2 separate regions of the Rattus norvegicus genome follow, and region 1 is linked to region 2. A link is a contact called in public Hi-C data. All regions are on one chromosome and are shown on one strand. Each heading gives the region's core, a stretch centred on a gene start, on an enhancer-like site or on the middle of the called end of the contact. The rest is flanking DNA. Distances are from core to core; before and after follow the strand shown.

The links. Hi-C and Micro-C count contacts between places; a contact is called where the count stands out from the background.
Region 1: a Hi-C map of liver shows a contact between it and region 2, with 3 times the contacts expected there. The contact joins the promoter of Siah2 here to the promoter of Serp1 in region 2. A contact is called at or near these places in 2 of 12 Hi-C or Micro-C datasets (liver and mammary epithelial cells).

What each region holds. Positions count from the first base shown.
Region 1 is chr2:145,079,844-145,083,302 of GRCr8, forward strand. Siah2 (siah E3 ubiquitin protein ligase 2) reads right to left here and starts at 1,832. Exons shown (of 2, transcript NM_134457.2): 1 at 1,175-1,832. The coding sequence starts at 1,594.
Region 2 is chr2:144,909,765-144,913,125 of GRCr8, forward strand. It overlaps Serp1 (stress-associated endoplasmic reticulum protein 1), which reads right to left and starts at 1,423. Exons shown (of 3, transcript NM_030835.2): 1 at 973-1,423; 2 at 623-698. The coding sequence starts at 1,056. Eif2a (eukaryotic translation initiation factor 2A) reads left to right here and starts at 1,596. Exons shown (of 14, transcript NM_001399818.1): 1 at 1,596-1,639. The coding sequence starts at 1,612.

The DNA of each region.
Region 1 (3,459 bases), core at 582-3,081, 170 kb after region 2:
ATTATTCCCACCTACAACTTTAGAAAATGAACTCGTTGGTAGAGGTCTAGATTAGAGAGAGGCATATAAATGAGGTTGTAAGGCTTTTTTTTTTTAAGGGCTTCAGTACTGGCAACAGTATAACCACACAAATGTAACCTATCATTTAAAATACAGAAGATCAAGTCAAGTTTCAGACATGAAACAGGTGAGGATATTAATTTGTAAAGCTGGTTGTAAAAGGGAAAAAACATTATCTCTGTGGGTACTTTTAAAAAAGCTTTCAGAGGCAGACATTAACGATTCTATTAATTTAGCTGTGCGGGTGTAAATGTAGGCTCTAAACGAACAGGTGGAACAAGGGAATGAGAGCTTGCACTTTGGCTTGTGGTTTGCTTCTCCTCCCTACTCCCCAGGAGCACAGGTAACTCTTTAAATAAAATGCTGGCACTGAAGAGAACTAACAAAGCTCTTGAGTGTCCTCGATGAGTCCTCGTGGTCGCGCTTAGGTAATAAACAACAACCAGACCAAACCAAACCAAACCCCAAACAGCAGCCACAATTTCAGAGTTCTCCCCAAGTCTGGGAGGCTGCGAGAAGGCGTGGCTTGCAGGATTTTTTCCGCACTCGAGTGAAGCAGGCAGTATCCGCTTCCCCTGTGTAAGCGCACTCTCAAGAGAGCTCCCAGATCTTGGGCACTGGGTCCATTCCTAACCATGCTTGTTGCTGGAAACCGTCCGTGTCCTTCCTCCACAATCTACACGGTCAGCTTCCCAGTTTTAGTTAAGCTGTCCAGCCTTACAGAGCACACCCCTGCAGGGGACGCGGCGGCACTCGGTTGAAAGAGCTGGGATGCTTCTAACCCGCAGCAAGTGCCAACTTAATCTACAGTCAGTGCTCTGGCAAACATCAACCCTAGTTGCTAGTTCCCAAAATGGACAGGTGGGCGGTTAACAATAGGCACACACACCCACACACACACACACACACACACACACACAGAGAGAGAGAGAGAGAGAGAGAGAGAGAGAGAGAGAGAGAGAGAGAGTGTTAGAGAGACAGACACATGGAGAAGGAGACAGAAAGAAGGAAAGCAGTGATATGCCATTCGCTTCTCAGGGCCTTCAAGTGCGCTGGAGGGCACTGGAACTCTGGAAGGTTCCTTGGCAGATTTGCGGATGGTGGTTGGACTTACCTTACAGGGAAACAGAACTGCCGAGGCGACCTTCTCCATAGCCAGGTTCCTGATGCTGGGCGTTAGGGCGCCCCTGCACGTCGGGCAGCAGCTCAACTTCTGGCGGCATTGGTTACACACCAGGTGCCCGGCCTGGCACTGCAGAATGGGGGGCAGGACATAGTCAAAACAGACCGGGCACTCGAAGAGCGAGGTCAGCTCGTGGTGCTGCGGGGACACTGGGCCGGCCCCGCCGCCGGCGCCGGGGCCTGAGATCACCGCTGCCGCGGCGGGCACCGCGGACGAGCCGGGGCCCGCAGCCGAGATGGTGGCGGCAGCCGGGGGCGCAGCCGGGGACGGGGCGTGCGGGGTCTGAGGCGGCGGCGGCTGCTTGCTGCAGGGTTTGTTAGCGCTGGGGCCGGTGGAGGACGGGCGGCTCATCGCGCTCCGAGCCCACCATGGACCTGCGGGCTTCTGCCTGCCGCGGGGCCGCCCGGGTTAAGGCGGTGCGCGCCCCGCGGGTGGCGGGCTCCGGGGTAACGCCACGGCGCCCAGTCCGGGGACCGGGCGCGGACCCGACCAGCACCGGGAGGGCGGGGACGCGACCGCGCCGATCCTCTCGGCGGCGCCCGGAGTGGTCGACGCTCTCGGGGATCGCGGCCGTGCGGTGCCCTCCTCCGGAGGCGTTCTGGTGCGCAAAGCCCTGGCCCACCCGCTTCAGGAGCCGCAGCTGACGCAAGCCCCGGGGGCGCGCGCGGACGTGACGCTAAGACACGTGTGCGGCCGACCCGGCACTCTGGGACTGGCAGAGCCACCCTGCGGCCCGCGCAGCTCCGCCCGGCCCAGCTGGCAGCGCCGGAGCGGTTTCCCGCTGGGAACACTTGACTCGGTCGGTCGCCGCCGCGCGGGGTCGCTTCTCGGCGGTGGCGGAAGCCAGCCGGCAGCGCAGGGAGAGGACGCAGCCCAAGTCTTCCGACTCTTCCCAGGGGACCTACACCGACGCGCACAGGACTCCAGCCAGAAGGGCAACTGCTGGCCCGGCGTGGGCGTGGACGGCGCGCGAGTGCGCCAGGGGTGGGGCGGGGCAGGGGCGGGGCTCGGAATCCCCACGTTTCTTTTAGGGTTGAGTCATTGACGCGCCGGAGAAGCTTGCGATCTTGCTGCTCAGCCCGTAGCTTGACACGCGGGGGCGGGACCCGGAGTCGGGCGGGAGCCGCGCGAAGGCCTCGGGTGTGGCCGGGCAGTTAGGTATGAGGGTAGACTCTCCAGTGGTCCTGCCCTTAAGGCTAGGAGGTAAACCCGCGGTTTTCCTTCAAAAGCCCACTGGCGAAAGCTTCTTGGAATTATTTGGCCGCCTCCGGTCCAAGAGAACCCGGACCTCTTGGAGATCTCTGGCTCGGTGGAGAATTAAAATCTCCAAGGAATACCATACACGTGGGTTGGGTTTGTGAGGCCCAAAATGACAGGAGACCCTCTACTATCTGAGTCCTTAATATCTAGTCCTGGTCCAAGCCTTAGGCTTTGAAGCTTACCTGGGGCTTTAAGAGGAAGGTAAAGGATTGTGAGTTCAACGTACCTGTTACCAACCCTCCTCAGCTTGACAGGATTGGTGCTGGATTCCTCCTGAGTCTTCTTTATACACCCCGACATGTGGACTGTCTCAGAGGTGTAAAGTAAGATGTAGACTTAGAGGTGTAGAATAAAGGGCACCTACAGGGGCTGGAGAGATGCCTCAACGTACTATTCTTAGAGGACCAAACTTTGGTTTCCAGAACCTACAATCGCCCATAACCTCAGCTCCAGGGGATCTGATGCCGTTTGGCACCAGTATACATCGTATACACACATGCCCATAAATAAAAATTAAACCTTAAGGGGGTGTTGGGGTGGGGCAGGGGGCATCTACACCCCACCTTCCGATCAAGCAACAAGAGAATTCTACAAGGGTTCCCCTAGTCTCCAGGCAGTCACCATTCAGAACCCATCGAGGTCAGAGAGGAGCCAGAGAGCTTGGAGCAAGCCGTATTTTGATATAATGGATATATCCTGCTTGGACAAAAGTTTTGTGCTTGAACTGATGACACTGAAATTGGTAAAGCTTTACTCTTTGTAGGTAAAACAGATTAGTCAGGACAGGGTGAAACAGTGCCCTGTGACTTTCAGCAAAATTCTTTTAATCTTCTGATTTAGTTTGTAGGACTGTCTGTTTACACAGGTGGAGGTCAGAGGACAGGTTTGTGGGAGTCTGCTTTCTCAAGTTGGCTGGCTTGATGGCAGGCACCCCTACCCTCTAAGCCATCTTCTTG
Region 2 (3,361 bases), core at 173-2,672:
CGAAGTGAAAATGTCAACTGAAAATCTCAGTAACTATAGAGTGTGGCAAATAAAAGCATCTGCCTCAGTAATAACAGTTTGCATATTAAAGTGACACACAGAGCAGAAAGGCATTCTGTAATACATCTGCAGAGGCAAAGGTCTGTCACCTTAAGAGCAGGTTGTCTTAAATAACTAATTTTACCTGAAAACACTTGTCTCATACATTAAATTTTTAAACAGGTATGTTTCCTCTACAGAAAAATCAGTTCTTTGTGCTAGTCTTACTTTATATACTTTTTGACATAGAGACCTTGGATGCTGGTACCGTTCAGTCTTGCTTTAGTATCCAGATGTTCACAATGTTCGTTAAGTTATTTTTGATAGTTACAATGCAAATCACTCATGCCAAGAGTTATTTGGTGTTTAATTTCTTCTAAGGGATTATTAGGAAGATATAATCTCTTTTTTGATCTTCTATGAACACAAATCAAGATAAGAGAATTTCTGGGGCACCACACTCTGTGGTACAAGTAATCTGGTTCACTAGAAACAATTCTCAGCAGGTGGGTTGAAAACCACGCGGGTAAGACTCGTCACTCATCCACGTCATTCCAAACCACGAGAGCCCCCAAACACTTACCAGATCCACAAACGACAAAAATGAAGAGGGCCAATAACCAGGGTCCTACCGACGCCTTTTCTTCGGGGGCATTTCTCTGCAAAAAGAAAAACCCAGTTTCAAATGCAGAGAAACCACTCTCGGATCCCGGACTCCCATGGCCTGCACCCCAGGCCAGATGGCCAGACCAGCAACTCACAGATCTCTCCTCCCACCCTAGATTCCACCGCAGCGGGAGTCCGGAGTCAGGCGGGTCTGGAGAGAGCTAGCCGCGGCCATGGCCCCGGCCCCGGCCCCGGCCCCGGCCCCAGCCCCGGCGCGGGCCTCAGCCCCCGGCCCCAGCATGGAGAAGGGTGCCCGCTTTTCCTTACCGAGGTCTTAGCGACGTTGCCGCGCTGAGTTATGTTCTTGCTGTGCTTCTCGTTGGCCATACGGATCCTCTGCTTGGCGACCATCTTCGCGGCGCCACCTGCCCCAAGAACCTCTCGGACTCGCTCGCTTGCCGTTCCCCGGCCACCGGGAGGCTCGGCTCGCGGTGCCTACGCCGCCTACGGCCACTGGGCCGGGACGCCAAGCGCTGGAGCACCGGCAACCTCCGATCACAGCGGTCTGAGCAACCGAGGGGCGGCGCGCCGGAGAAAGAGGGCCGCAGGACCGGGAGGAAAGAGTCCAACCACCCGACAGTGCAGCCGGCAACCTCGAACTAGTTCGGGTTCGGCTGCCAACGTCAGCACTGGGCAGACCCCGCCCCGCGGAAGTATGGACTCCGCCCGCTCCAGAGAAGGAGGGCGAGGGCCGGCCGCCGCTGCAGCCAGGCCCTTCCACGCTCGGGAAAGCGAGGAGCCAGAGCTGCGCGTGCGCACTCGGAAACCGGAAGTGAATTGGCCCCGAGGCTGGCGGCGCCGGAAACACCAACTCGCAGTCACTGTGCTTGGGGAGACGTGTAGAGGCCGGGTTCGGCCTTTATTGAACTCTCACCCCAGCGCATGGGTTTCTCTTTCCGGGACAAGATGGCGCCGTCCACACCGCTGTTGACAGGTGAGTTCCGAAAGCGCGAGAGACTCTTTCTTTACAGTGGTTTCTTTCTGTGTCTTCGTGCTGGAGAATTACTTAGCAGACCTAGGAAGTCTGGCTTGCATTTTCTCCTGGAAGGACCAGACTGTCTTTTGGTTTATTTGACAATAGCACGCCAATGGGAAGTGAATTCTCCGTCTCCAATATTCCCTCCTCCCAGTTATCCATCCGTCGTTCTTCAACTTCTATAGGAATAGACAGGTAACAGAAAGTACGATTTTGATGTGTGACTTCTGGTCTGTAATACTGGTGCTGCTCGGACCCTTCTTAAGTCATCTGCCTATATAATAGAAGAAACGTGACTCCACATCATTTCATCTGAACTTAAGTAATTATGTTACTTAAAAATTATGTACTCCCTATTTTTATGAGGTTTGTGGAACTCGATAGGGAGCAAGGCATTGCTAGTATAAGTTAGATTTCATGATGAAGATTGGCTTAGGGTGGCAAAAGTAAGCAGGATAATGATAGTCTAATGTTTTCAGGTGAAGCAGTTGTGAGAATTGAAGTAGAACAGTAGAAGACTCTGGGAATTTGAAGCTGACACTGATTATGGTGCTTAAAAACAGGGCTGGAGAGATGGCTCAGCGGTTGGGAGCACTGACTGATCTTCCAGAGGTCCTGAGTTCAAATCCCAGCAACCACATGGTGGCTCATAATCATCTATAATGGAATCCAATACCCTCTTCTGATGTGTCTGGCAGCTACGTTATACTCATACATATAAAATAAATAAATAAATCTTTAAAAACAAACAAACAAACAAACAAACAAACTTGGACAACACCGGGAAAGGTGCTATGATATATTATGGTAGGGCTTGGGTGTGTAAGTTTGAATAAACAAAAGAATTCAAATAGAAAAGAATTGGGAAAGAAAAAAAACGTTGATAACAATGTAGGAAGAAAGATAAAATCACTAGGACATAAGTCTTACTTTTGTGAATTGGAAGTTACGTCCTTCTGAGCCATGGCAAAACTGTTATACTTCTTGCCAGTCTAGGAATACACTTTAAGATCCGTGCTTACTCGTGTTCAGTTAGACTACCATAATTTATTCACCAAATATTTATAAAATGCTAGTTATAATCTTCTAAACACTACACCCGACAGATTGCTTTCTTATATTTAGATTTATTTATTTATTTGTGTGTCTGTATCTGAGCATGTACACAAGAGCGCGGGTCTTTTTTTTTTTAAACATGTATTTATTATGTATATATCATACAGCTTTCTGCCTGTATGTATGCCTACAGGCCAGAAGAAGGCACTAGATCTGATTTTAGATGGTTTGAGCCACCATGTGGTTCCTGGGAATTGAACTCAGGACCTCCGAAAGAGCAGACAGTGCTCTTAACCTCTGAGCCATCTCTCCAGCCCAGGAGCACAGGTCTTAAGAGTACCAGAAGAGAGTGTGGGCGTCCCTGGAGCTGGAGTTAGAGTTGTGGGCCTCACCTTAAGTGAGTGCTGAGAACTGAACTTATTTCTTCGGGAAGAAAAGCAAGTACTCTTAATGCTGAGCCATCTCTCCAGCCCTCTGACACTATTTAAATGGCATGATTTTGTAATTAAATCAGTTGTTTCTCTAATTTCATAAAGATAACTTTGTTTAGAGGTTTAATACTAACTGAATATTTAAATTTTACTTTAAAAAGCGATTAAATGTTCTGCCCTTCTGAGGCAGTGT